Regions from separate parts of the Danio rerio genome. Here region 1 is linked to region 2. The links are chromatin contacts, called in public HiCAR-type maps. All regions are on one chromosome and are shown on one strand. Each heading gives the region's core, a stretch centred on a gene start, on an enhancer-like site or on the middle of the called end of the contact. The rest is flanking DNA. Distances are from core to core; before and after follow the strand shown.

Region 1 (6,858 bases), core at 3,178-5,677, 120 kb after region 2:
AAATTAGATATGGAGGTGTTATATTAAGACACTTTCTAGAATCACTGGATGATACTCTTCATAAAAATAAAACCACTCTATCAATCTGGAAGGTTTAGTGGTCAATTAGTGGTACACTATCTTGAAATATTGCAGTCAGTTCATATGCTTGATCTTTATATTTAAAATGTAATAAAAGGATATGAGTATGTACATTAACGAACACGCATTAAATGCAAATTATCCGTTAAGTAAAAAGGAAATGGTCAAATTAAATAAATCAAAGTCATGACCATTAATATCACTAGTTGAGTATTCTCAAAGCATGTTAATCTTTACAAAAAAACTTGTAACTGGTCAACTCTATCGATGATGCACAATAATTAAAGCAAAACACTAAGCCCTAACGTCTATATTTCTCAATCATTTTGTTTTATTCTGACATACATTACAATCCTAAAATATACAAATGTATATAAAAATTATGAGTTTAACTAAATCTGAACACTACTTTTATTAAAGGGTAAGTTCATTGAAATGAAAACTCATTTATGTCCTCTTCAGCCATGTCAAGTCCCCAGTGCATGTTTATTGCATGCAAAACAATGCTTGCGTGTAGCACTGCTGACTTTACTCATCTCCATATCATAAAACACATATCTCCTTATTAAACATGCACCCTGACTAACTAACAAAGTAAAAAAAAAAAAAAACATTGGTAAATGTCATGTTTACAGTTTTATTTAGCACACGTGTTCTTGTAGCTTCATATATTTACAGTCGAACCAGTGAAGTCATATGTAATGCTTTTGGTTTCTTTTCTGAAATTTGAAAATCTCACAACTCTTGGTTTTTAAAGACGGTCTGAAAGCTCTCAGAACTCAATCTAAAGCATCTTAAATTGTGTTTTGAAGATGAATGAAAGTCCAATGGGATTGGAACGAATTAATCATTTTTATTTTTGGTTGAACTAATCCTTTAAATCAGGGGTCTCAAACTCGCGGCCCGCGGGCCATTTGCGGCCCTCAGTGCAATATTTTGTGGCCCGCGCCGACCGCTGTACACTGACAGAATCAGCGGAGCGGGGAGAGAGAGCTGTGACGTCAGTGTAGGAGGGAACTCGCGCCGGCCAGAACCAAGGTAAGCTGTTCCCGCCCCTGCCTGCCACTTAGCTACCTATCTGCATCCTGCCACCTACCTAGCTATAGCCTGCATCTTATATATATTATAGGTAGATACAGACTGGTACAAACTGATGTGACTGGAGTGGGGTGGGGGTGTTTTATTTATACATATATACGCCTTTTTTTTAGGTGAGGGAATGGAAGTTTTGAGTGAGTTCCCGCAAGCCATACTGAGGGTCTCAACTGCTTCCGCTCTAAAGCCAAATGTGGTTCAGATTTGTGAGAAGCACTGTCAAGTCTCTGGCAGCAAGGAGTAGGCAAAAGATGCCATGTTCAGAAGAACTGTTCATAATCTTCACTCAATGTTCTATTAATGTTCAGGACACTTCATGTTCAGAAGAAATAATTAAAACTTAATAATGACATTTGAGGACTTTTTTTTTTGTAAAATCCCTTATGCGGCCCAGCCTCACCCAGACTTTGCCTCCTGCGGCCCCCAGGTAAATTGAGTTTGAGACCCCTGCTTTAAATATTACAATGATTCCTATTATGCCAGTTGGCATATTCACTTCCATTTTACTGATCCATGAACATCTGCCAATGCAGATAAGTACAATAAATCTATGATAGCATGAAAACTATTTTTCAAATACACAATAGTTTAATTCACCTCAGGACATGCTAGCAATTTTATCAGATAACACATTTATGAAGGAATGTTCGTACCTCAGGTGCCAAAACAAATGTCTGCATGAACTTCCTCATGGGCTGCATGTTATTGGACAACTCCCCCAAAACTTGAACCACCACTCCCTCGTTCAGGGTGGCATGAGCATCGACATGTCTGATCTTAGTGTGACAGTCACGGAAGCTTAGAGCCATCACCTTCTTATGGATTTCCTGTTCACATGAGAGAAGAATAAAAAATGATTTACAGCACCGAATTACATAAGAGCAGCTACCATATCTCACATTTTCACATAACATTTATTCAATATGTACTTTACATGAAGTGTAAAATAGAGAATTGCGAGATATAAAGGGTGTAAAAATCTTTAAATTAAACATTTTGCATCTTTAATTCAAAATGGAGAGGTTTATTGGTGAAGCAAACCCCAAAACTTTAAGTGCGTCAGTGATAAACAAATATGATTGGTTGTTGGATTAATAGTTTCAATTCCTGCAGATTCATCTAAACCATGTAAGAGTTAGATTCTGATTTAATTCACAAAATGGAAATATTTTTGTGCACATATGGATTATTTTTTATTAAAATTTGCTCTTGATTGAAACTTGATTTGGATTTTTTTTCTCCCTGGTGTCAAAGAGGAACTCCATGATGACCACTTTACATGGTAGAGCATGCACATTCAAGACCAAGGGTACACCCACAATCATGCTTCACTCAGGATGAGGAAGTCACTGCAGCACTGCACAGCATTTGCTAAAAAAATGGTTAAAAGGTGGTCTTATTGGTTTGTAAAGGGAAGTTGGGCTTATTCAGGCGTAGATGATTAAATCCTCTCTCATGCAAGCTTGTAAATGCTTAAACTGAACTCTCTGTTGTTTATAGACTGGCACAAAATAGCTTATGGAAATAAAGGTTTTTAAAGACTGTCTTCAAATTAATTATTTGAAAAATCTTTTAGAAGTAATGTGAAATGTATCTTAAAAAAAGCAAAAATGTGGGGGTTTTTTTTACCCAAGACGCACAAAACTTATTCCAGAAAACCTCTAAAACAATGTTAGGTTCGGTTATAATAGTCTAAAAGGGGCAACTTAATTCACAACAACTGTAATATAATACTCACAGACTGTCCATATACTGCTTCTGCTGGTTTTCCATTGTTGTCCAGTCCACCATGTACATATGAGGAGTTCTTGCCATAAAACCTTAAGACAACAGCAAAGTTTAGCTTTACTGCAATATAAACTACCAAAAAAAGGAATGTTATACGTTAACAAAGGGCAAGTCACCTGTGCAGGTAGTCAGGAGCCTGGTTCAGCAGGGTGTAATACTGTCGGACAAACTCTCGCCCGACAAGCTGGGCACTTGGCTTCTCCATCACCATTTCTTTGGTCAACTGGTTTCAACTAAAACAAAAATGACTTATTATAAAAAAAGCACCTCCACTGTTTCTTCACCCTTATGTGGTTCCAAAGACACATGGTTGCTTCTTGAGGACCACAAAAGGAACTGCCCTGCGACATCTCCTTATGCGTCCTTCAGAGGAAAGCTAACGTTATCTGGATTTGAAAATCCTGATAGAGGCAACTCCCATTCCTGACGGAACTCATTTGAATATCAACCGCTATAAACGATATTTGATGAAGGAAATCGGGACAGGCCGCTTGTTGAAACCGAAACAAATCCCTTTGTTAAGCTCATGAAGACGTAACGTTAGACGCAATGAGGACGTTTAACAACAGCGTCTATACATTTCCGTCGCGCCCTAAAAGAACAGCAGTTCAATTAGATGTTTTAACTCCTAGTGAAGGGTGGGAAATTATTCCTATTGGAAAACTGTTTCAATCTGATGAATTCATTGTAAGGTTGAGCCAAGTAGGCCTGGACAACAGCGACGCGTTGCCATCTTGAGCCCCGTACCTAAGAGATAATCAATATTTCTTTCGTTTTCGAAAGGTTAACGAAAACTACTTGATCAAGGTCACAATTTAATCCACGTCCTAGAATTCTTCATTCGCCATTCATGAATCAGGCACGTGCCCAGTAACGTTACCGCGCTGACTTCAATTAATGTTACACGATCGTAATATATATCGAATGACAACACAATACGCAGAAATTTTGTTAAACTGATCTTAAACATCAGAAGAAGCGTAACACACCCTAACGACACCGTGAACGTGTGCTCCCTCTTTGTCGGAAATGTCGGCTGGTGGTCAAGCAAATGCAGCTAAAGCTAATCCTCACAGCGTCGACTAACAAAAAGACCCAGCCAGCGACCTAAGGCGGATTTGACCTTTTAATCGTCTGAAATAATCATAGCATTCATAATATGAAATATTTTTTATACAAAAACTACCGGAACTATACCTCTATATTAGATTAATCACATACTTTAAGCACATGGCTATTAGCTGCGCAGGAGCTAACAGAAAGCAGTACGCAACGCACAAGAACAAAAAAGATGTAGTGAAAAATAAACTGTAGAACATATTTAACTTAAAAAGCTAAAGTGAACTTACCGAAAGGGAATCAGTAATGTGTTTTTGGGAAGAGTTTGACGTGATTTAGGTGAAGCACCTCCTGCGCCGGTAGCTGTGAAGCTTTTAGCTGAGACACTGGCAGCAGCGCGTGTGGCGAATTGCCGGTTTCACAGCAGCGCCTACTAAACTCAACGGCCCACATGATCGCAGAACCCAGCAGCCAATCAGAACACCGCATTGGAACCCCCCATCCTATCATAATTCGTTCTGCCGTAAACCCCCTAAAATTACCCAACTGAAAACGTGGGTGAAAGAAATGATCATAGCAAGTTTGTCTGTCCCGCACGTACGTGAACTATGTGGTGAGCCATTGCGCAGCTGCCGATGCTGACCGTGTTGTTACTGTGCGCATTTTTGTTTGCGAAACTATGAGTTACTTGGTGATTTCCGTGCACATTAGAAACTGTACACTACAAACATTCAACTGCCAATGTAAGTCATTTGAGAAAGCGCCAAAGAGTAAAGAAAAGAAAGAGTAGATGATTAAGAAAATGTCAACAAGTCTTCATCTAAAGCAAGACAAGACATTTTGTACTGTGTTGTACTCATTTATGTAATTAGATAATTAATGACAGGGCTTTTGATTTAATTAAAATTATTATTGAAAGTTATTTCTACAGTTATATAGACATAATATAGCAATATTCATATATAGCAACATAACAATTTTTTCAGCCTCAGTAATGACCTAATGTTATTTACCGAAAGGTTTGAACAAGCAAGTAAAGAGTCATCGAGTAGTAAAAGATGGAAGAGACAGATTTTTTTATTTTTGGGTCAACTATCACATTAATGTCTTAAATATATATATATATATATATATTTATGTATATATATATATATATATATTTATGACATATATATATATATATATGTCAAGCCCATAGTCAGCATGATGAAATGGGGTGGTTCTTTTTCTCAAAAGTGGAGCTTTAACTTTCCTCATTCAAAATTTGGCCACTTGAATAATAAAAAATTAAAACAGAATAATAATAATATAGAGCTTCATAATTTTAGATTTTATTTGAAAATTCATGGATAACAAAAATAGCCAATTTAGCTTTCAAATTAATTTTAATATGGGCCTTTCGCGGTGCTTCAAGCCTTTTTATAGGTTTATTATATCAAAAATAAGGTTTAAGATTTAGAATAAAAGTTAATTGTAAATGTTTTCTCTATTTAACGACAATACAGTAGGTCAGTAGTGAATTTTCACAGTATGTCTGATAATATTTTTTCTTCTGGAGAAAGTCTTATTTGTTTTATTTCGGCTAGAATAAAAGCAGTTTTTAATTTTTTTAAAAAAGATTTTGAGGTCAAAATTATTAGCCCCTTTAAGCTAAACATTTTTCGACTGTCTACAGAACAAACCATCATTATACAATAACTTACCTAATTACCCTAACCTGCCTAGTTAACCTAAATAACCTAGTTAAGCCTTTAAATGTCACTTTAAGCTGTATAGAAGCGTCTTGAAAAGTATCTAGTCAAAAATTATGTACTGTTATCATGACAAAGATAAAATAAATCAGTTATTAGAAATGAGTTATTAAAACTATGATGTTTAGAAATATGTTGAAAAAAAATCTGCTATCAGTTAAACAGAAATTAGGGAAAATAAACAGGGGTGCTTATAATTCTGATTGTAGTTAGAATTGAGGTAAAGTTGATTTTACTTATTTTACTTTCACACATTCAGAATTACATTTATTCTTTGGAAATTCTGAATAGTGAAATCCTATTAGCAGCCAATTATACACAAAATTGTTCACAGTGAAATAAATAGTGCTAATGTTGTTTTGTCATCCTTACAAGTGATTTCAAACCAAATATTCAAAGTACCATGGTAAACAATATGGGGAGCATGTCACAAGTTGTCACTGAACGAATGTACGAATATAAAACCAACTTTACCTGAATGTAGTTCAACTGCTGTGAACTGCATTGTGATTTGTAAATGTGAATATATTGAGATAGGCTATATTGTCCGTTAGGGGGCGTCATACAACTCATCATAGTACAAAAAGTTAAAAAGCGAAACAGATCATTTACGTATTATATTTAAGCCAACCATCAACCAAATACTATTATATAAGAACTCAGAACAGCTTTATGGAAATTGTGTGTTTAAATAAATATTTCCAGTTTAAGATGATTGACTAAAGATTAACCTCTTGGCTCTGTTCATATTAGATGAGAATAAATAAGATTTAGCTGTTTATTAATTGCTGTATAAGTGGAAGAGATAGTTCATATAATATCTCAAACTAAATTTAAAAATAATATAATTTTGTATGAATCAGCCCAGCATGTTCAGATATATGTGTGTTATATGTGTTTGCATATATATATATATATATATATATATTAATAAATGACTTATAAATAAATGCCTTAACAGAAAAATCCCTTTATGCCATGATTTTAAGAAGACATAAAATACTCTATAAGGGAAACAGTGCAGCCATAATTAATTATCATTTTAAATCTTTGTCACTGTATCCTTCAAACCACAAGGTTTACC
Region 2 (6,535 bases), core at 32-2,531:
ATATATATATATATATATATATATATATATATATATATATATATATTTTTTTTTTTTTTTTTTTTTATATGTTAAGTTTGTAGTTATGATTCTCCTAAAATCATTCCGCATAAATCCGCAGATACATTTTTTTTAACAAAATATCCGCTGATTCTGCTGAGTCCTACTTATTACTTTACTTATAGTGTTAGACAAGATGCCATGCATGATGTCAATGAAGTTTATCCTTTTCAATTATTTGTGTTTTTCTAATTTAGTATTTTTTATTTGTTTTTGTTTGTTTATTAGCCAATAATTTTATTAAAAAAACTTTTTAACAAACAATTTTTGGTATAGGCTAGTTTATCCTTGATCTTTTAAACAATGCAATAAACACAAGTGCAAACTGCTTGCTCAGAAATAGGCAACGAGTTATTCACTGCAGCTCTCTGCCATGTCCCTTTTGGTAGTATGTTTTGAAAACTGTGCCATACATAATTCATATAGCTACTAAGCCAAAAGAGCGTAGCCCTCCAAGTCCAACATATGGCAGTGCCCCTCGCCAATCCGTGGAGGGGGCATTTGTCTGGAGTGCCATTCAGACCAATGACAGCAGCATGTGGGCGTGTGTTGAGAGTGTGTGAGGTGCTTTTTGAGTTTAGTAAATGACTGCAGCAAGAAATACTGAGGGGCTGAGAGGCTTGTGAGCGATGGAACAGACTCTGTGTACTGAAATATCAACGTTTGGGCTTTTCTGACGAGGATTCGAGACAAAAACAAAATGAGCAGCGTCTCCTAACTGGACCAGACAATGGAAGTAGCTTCATGCAGCACTAACAATTCACCCCTGGGAAACAAGTACGCACTAAATCAGACTACCTCAGCCAGAGGTAGCTAAAACTAACGTGTGGCTCGAAAGCGACACATTTCTTCATTGGGATGCATGTACAAAGAAGCGCGGAGGGAAAGAGCAGACGCATATGTATATTTCCCCAATGACTTTGATGGCTGCGAGGAGGTATAGTGTATAGTTTCGTTTCTTTCAAATGTTTGCGATGGAGCGTCTGTGAATATTCTTGGCGACTGCGCATCTGATGCTGCTATGGATCGTCCGGAATGAACATCTGAATTTATCTCGTCGAGTTTTTTCCACAGCGCCGCTTCTTCCACCTGAAATTCCGCAACCCGCGTGAAACAGGAGCTCCGCTTCACCTACACAGTCGCTGTCGGGAAAATGACCAGCTCGTCTGTATGCTCTTGAGATTTGTTTGGCCTTTTTGGGAATCTGAAACGAGCAAAGGACGAATTGTTCACCTCAGAAGTGCGAGAAGAAGGAATTGTAGGGCGCGCTGAGCTGTAGCTTAACTACATCCACTCATCTCCAACCTGACACAATGTTCGCACTCGGGATTTATTTGTGGGAAACTATTGTATTTTTCAGGTACGTATCACCTTGTTTTGATGCAAAAGTGTTATTGTTTTTTACTCAAACACAATATTTCATTGTTTTCCATTGAAATAGATGATTTCTTTAGCTACTTTTCCTGAGAATGTTCTGTTTAAGAAGGTAGATGAGATGCCATGTAGCAGTGATTGACTCCGTGGCCTGCTGGTTCATCTGATGAAATATAATGCCTGCTAATTAAAAATAAACTAAGTCATAATTCCGTGTCATTCATCCAAGTCAGAAGAAGTAAGGATTCCTTTTAAATTTGACTAAACAGCGAACACTAGTGGTCATTTAGTGGATAGAAAGTTATCAACAGGCTTATGAAGGAAAGTCACTTACCTATTTAACAAACAATTAAGTGGAAGCAAAATAACTTTCAGAATAATTGATTTTTTTTATAAATTATAAATGACTAACTGTAAATCTATAATATAATTAATTTGTCTTGTGCTGCTCAGCCTTTTAGCAACCCTCACGCACTTAGCGATAAACCGTTATAAAGATGCACTAGCATTTTTGTATTGTGTTGTGTAAAATCAATGCCATAAATAATGTCTGTATTTTTGTTACTATTATTATTATTATTATTTATTATTATTATTATTATTATTATTGTTGTTGTTTTTATTGTTATTATTTTATTGGTAGAGAATAATCAAGCTCTGTTGCCATGGTTACATCGTCACGTAACATCGATTACCATGTATTTAACACGCAATAAAGTTGTAAACTTTTAATTTGTGAAACGATATTAAAATGTTTTTGAAATTATGTAAAAAATTCCACACTAGACCTATATATTTTTCTTTTTCTTTTTTTTTTTCTTTTTTCTGTGGAACCCTAAGCATTATTTAAGAATCCATAACATTCATAATTCTCAACTTAAACAATGGAAACTGTGTTGTGGAATATATTAATATATATTCTTATGCACAATATTTGTTTTTGTTTAATATACAAGTATGCGTAAAATGACTGAGCCATATACATGGCACTAAAATATAGGCCTGTTAATTTTTTTGTTTTTGCACAAATTATTAATTTGCAGATGCAATCTATTTCGAGCCCTCCACATATGGATTATTGAATCAAAACACTGATTATCTCAAGAATCCTCTATAAAACAAGCACATTGTGAAGCATTTTCACCTTATCTGGCCAGTGGCTTGCAGTAATTATTTTGCATTCTATGGGCACTATTTAGTTAATGAACTAGAATCAGGATATTGCAGTCTCAGCTCTTGCTGCTGAACTTTGCAGAGCCTGTTAATTGATATCTCTTTCCCAGTCTCAGCCTGCACCCCAACCTCATTGCACATGCAGACATATTACTAAACATTGATCACTCTGTCAATGCTAATTCCATTGACGAATACAAATTGTACACAAAAATAGTTTGCTCTATGATTTGAATCTCTAATTGATTTTCATATTAGAGTGCACATTTTTGTCCATGCAGGAATTGTCTTGTGAGAGGCTGCGGTGTGCATGTCACCAGAGCTGCTAAAACACAAGGCATGCATAAAGCACACATGACGTTATGTCATTGTGATGTCATACTAACATATGCAGGTAGTTGTGTGCAGTAATCCAATCAATGGCTGTAGTCAATATTAGGCATGGGCCCGTATATGATTCTGACGGTATGATAACCTTGGATAGAAATATCAAGGTTTCACGGTATTATGATTACTGCTTTAAAATATATTAAAATATATTCTTTTTAAATGTCTGGGGAAAAAACTAAAACTTTGTTCCCCTTTGAACACAATATATTTTATTTTGAGAAACATTTAAAATAATTTGTAATAGTAAACATGTCAGGCTATATATAGTTTCAATGTTAAACCGGCATCTTTGATGTCTTTTCTGCTGGAGATAAAAGAAAATGTAAATAAAAAATACTTTTTATTACGTAGGAATGGTATAACAGGAAATTTTGGCTGTTTTAAAATTTTGTTGTCCCATGCCTATCCAATATATACACCTCATAATACATATGCTGAGCAAACCGTATTTTATCCCAATGAAATCTACCAAAGGACTACTTAAATATTATATTAATCTAACATTAAAAGAAATATCATTATATCAAGTCAAATTTAAATATAATTGTTTTATATTATGCTACATAAACAGTAAAAAAGTATACCTATAAATAGGGCTGTGCGATTTGGGGAAAATATCTAATTGAGATTTTTCTGACAGATATCGCTATTGCAATTTGATTTGCAATTTAATTTCATAGTCAAGCTTCAGGTCAATAATCTGCAAGCTGTGACAACAATTCTGCGACAGCTCTTGAAAATTACCTGTTTTTGTTTGGTGTCTGTGACTTTGAAACCAAAATATTCCTATATTACTGATGTTCTGTTTTTCTTTTATGTGTCTATTAATGCTTCTAAAGCAGCAGACGCCACTTTCACAATTGTTCACGCTTTCCTATTTTTTTGTTTTGTTTTGTTTTTTTATTGTGGGCATTCCGCATAGTTCGGTTGTGCAAATGTGATTGGGCAGAACGAAAGTGTGCTCACTCAATTGGCTAGTAAGAGTATCACACACAGACGGCAGTCATGTATATGCTCTAGGCGGGGAAAATTAGAACTAATCGTAACGTTTCAAATTGCGATTGCGTTTCAATTTCGATTAATCACACAGGCTTATAAATACTATTTATCTGCATTTCTAGAAGTAAAGGATATGCCATCACAACCATTTAAATAAATAATATGAATGCTTTGTGATTGTGCTGTACTGTACGTTTCGTATAAGCAGAAAAAATGAAAAGCAAGGGCTTTCTGTAGTCCTTTGCCAATGTCCTTGTACTCCCCCTTTTTTGTGTATTAAGTATACAATGTCATTTGAGTACCAGTTTTCATGAAAACCCATTTCATGAAAATTTACATTAGTGTTTTTGTCAAATATCTTCATGATAAAAACTGAAATAATTGCATTTGCTTCAATTAATTACTAAAATACTTACTATAAGAGATTAGCATCAGTTTATTTTCAGTCTCTCTATTGAGCAGGTAGCGACAGCAATCAAACAGAAGCAGATGCATATCTATACTCTCCCAATTCCCTCATTAAAAGTGAATGTAAATGACTGAAAGGATGGCTAGTTCAGTATCTGAAGAACAAAAAGCCTATATATAGTCGGTTTATTTTTAGGAAGGTTTGTTCCTAACTGCTGAAGCCTCATTAATAATCAAAGACAGAATCATACCACAAATAGCACTGACCCATCACTAGAGATGCTTCTTTTGATTTCGGATCGTTCTTTATGTCTGAAAAGGTTTTTATTCATCGATATATGCGGTAGCAGTTGGAGCACCTTTGGGCTTGTACTGAAATGTTCTCTTCTGTCCTTCAGTTTTGTAGCCGCATTGACAAATTGAGTGCGGCTTGAAGAAATGCCATCTTGGTGCCAGAGAGGCCTTTGATTTCTTGAGTGTTACACGATCAATAGGGATTGTGTTCATCAGTGGTCCTAAGAACATAATGAGCTACACTTAGGGCTAATGATTGGATCCTCGCATTTAAAGTATGCAGGTCTCTGGGTTGTTTGCATATATTTTCTGGCAGGATGCTCTGGTTTGGTTCCTGCTGCATCAGCAGAAAGATCAGGCCCTCTCCACTGCTTTGACCGGCATCGATCAAGGTTCATTTGTTCAGCGCTGCCTTGATCAGTGAAACTATTAATTACGAAAGATGCACATTACAGTATGTATCCAGCTGACTCTCTCCTGTGTGTCAGTGCAGTGAGATGGCTATGCAGGAAAGCAAAACTAATAGAGACTGTATCCTCAAATTTCACAGTGTCACAAAGAATAGCGTGTTTGCGTGAAGAGTCTATAGTGATGGAGAAAAGCTGTGGGAGAGACTCAATAATCTGGCATGCCATGGCTAATCTCATTATGCTGGCATTGCAGAATTGTACATTAAACACAATGAAATGTGTTTCTTAACGTGTGAGAAACAATCAACGCGTTATTTGACTAAAGCTGGATGTATTTGATCAAACGAGCTGTGTTAATTTATTACAATTGTAAATAACTGTTTAGTGTATTTTAAAATGTTATTTACTACTGAGATCACAGCATTTATTACACATTCTTCACATGAGCATTTAATAATCATTCTAATCAATTTAAATATGATTTTGTGTTCAAGAAAGTTGCTGTTATTGTTATTATTATTGTTGTTGTTATTAGTATTATTTTCAATAATATGATTGTTTTATATATACAGTTAAGTCAGAATTATTAGCCCCCCTGAATTATTAGCCCACCTGAATTATTAGCCCCTCTGTTTATTTTTTCCCAATTTCTGCTTAAAAGCAGATTTTTTCTACACATTTATAAACATAATAGTTTTAATAACTCATTTCTAGTAACAGATTTATTTTATCTTTGCCATGATGACAGTAAATAATATTTTACTAGATATTTTTCAAGACACTTCTATATAGCTCAAAGTGACATTTAATGGCTTAACCAGGTTAATTAGGGTTACTAGGCAAGTTATTATATAATGAGGGTTTGTTCTGTAGACTATTGAAAAAATATATAGCTTAAAGAGGCTAATAATATGAACCTGCTTTTACTCTAGTCGAAATAGAACAAATAAGACTTTCTCCAAAAGAAAAAAATATTGTCAGACATACTTTGAAGATTTCCTTGCTCTGTTAAACATAATTTGGGAAATATTAAAAAAAATTATATTATTATTATTATTAATATTATTATTGTCATTAATGGTATTATATACTGTATGTATATATATATATATATATATATATATATATATATATATATATATATATATATAATTTATTATCATTGTCGTAATTATTATTATTAATATTATTTATTTTATTTTATTATTATTATTATTTTTGTCATTAATGGTGTTATTATTTATATATTAATATTGTTTTTATTATTTAGTTTCATTGTCTTCATTATTATTTCTTTAATTTTATTATTATCATTAATATTCATTATTATTATTATTATTATTAAAAACAGAATTAATGGTGAAAACAGTGCTGCTTAACCAAGGCTTTTTTTGTAATGCAGAAAACACAGACGGAATAGGGTATAT

Evidence for each region. HiCAR-type assays count read pairs that join an accessible place to other places.
Region 1: a contact with region 2 is called in a HiCAR-type map of caudal fin, with 2.3 times the contacts expected there. The contact joins the promoter of g3bp1 here to the promoter of glra1 in region 2. A contact is called at or near these places in 2 of 4 datasets of contacts at active chromatin or transcription factors (caudal fin and embryo).

Annotation. Positions count from the first base shown.
Region 1 is chr14:30,205,160-30,212,017 of GRCz12tu, forward strand. It overlaps g3bp1 (GTPase activating protein (SH3 domain) binding protein 1), which reads right to left and starts at 4,428. Exons shown (of 12, transcript NM_199956.1): 1 at 4,314-4,428; 2 at 3,081-3,197; 3 at 2,915-2,996; 4 at 1,830-2,003. The coding sequence starts at 3,175. It overlaps LOC141377524 (a long non-coding RNA gene), which reads left to right and starts at 4,636. Exons shown (of 2, transcript XR_012389767.1): 1 at 4,636-4,766.
Region 2 is chr14:30,090,329-30,096,863 of GRCz12tu, forward strand. It overlaps glra1 (glycine receptor, alpha 1), which reads left to right and starts at 1,282. Exons shown (of 9, transcript NM_131402.1): 1 at 1,282-1,420. The coding sequence starts at 1,374.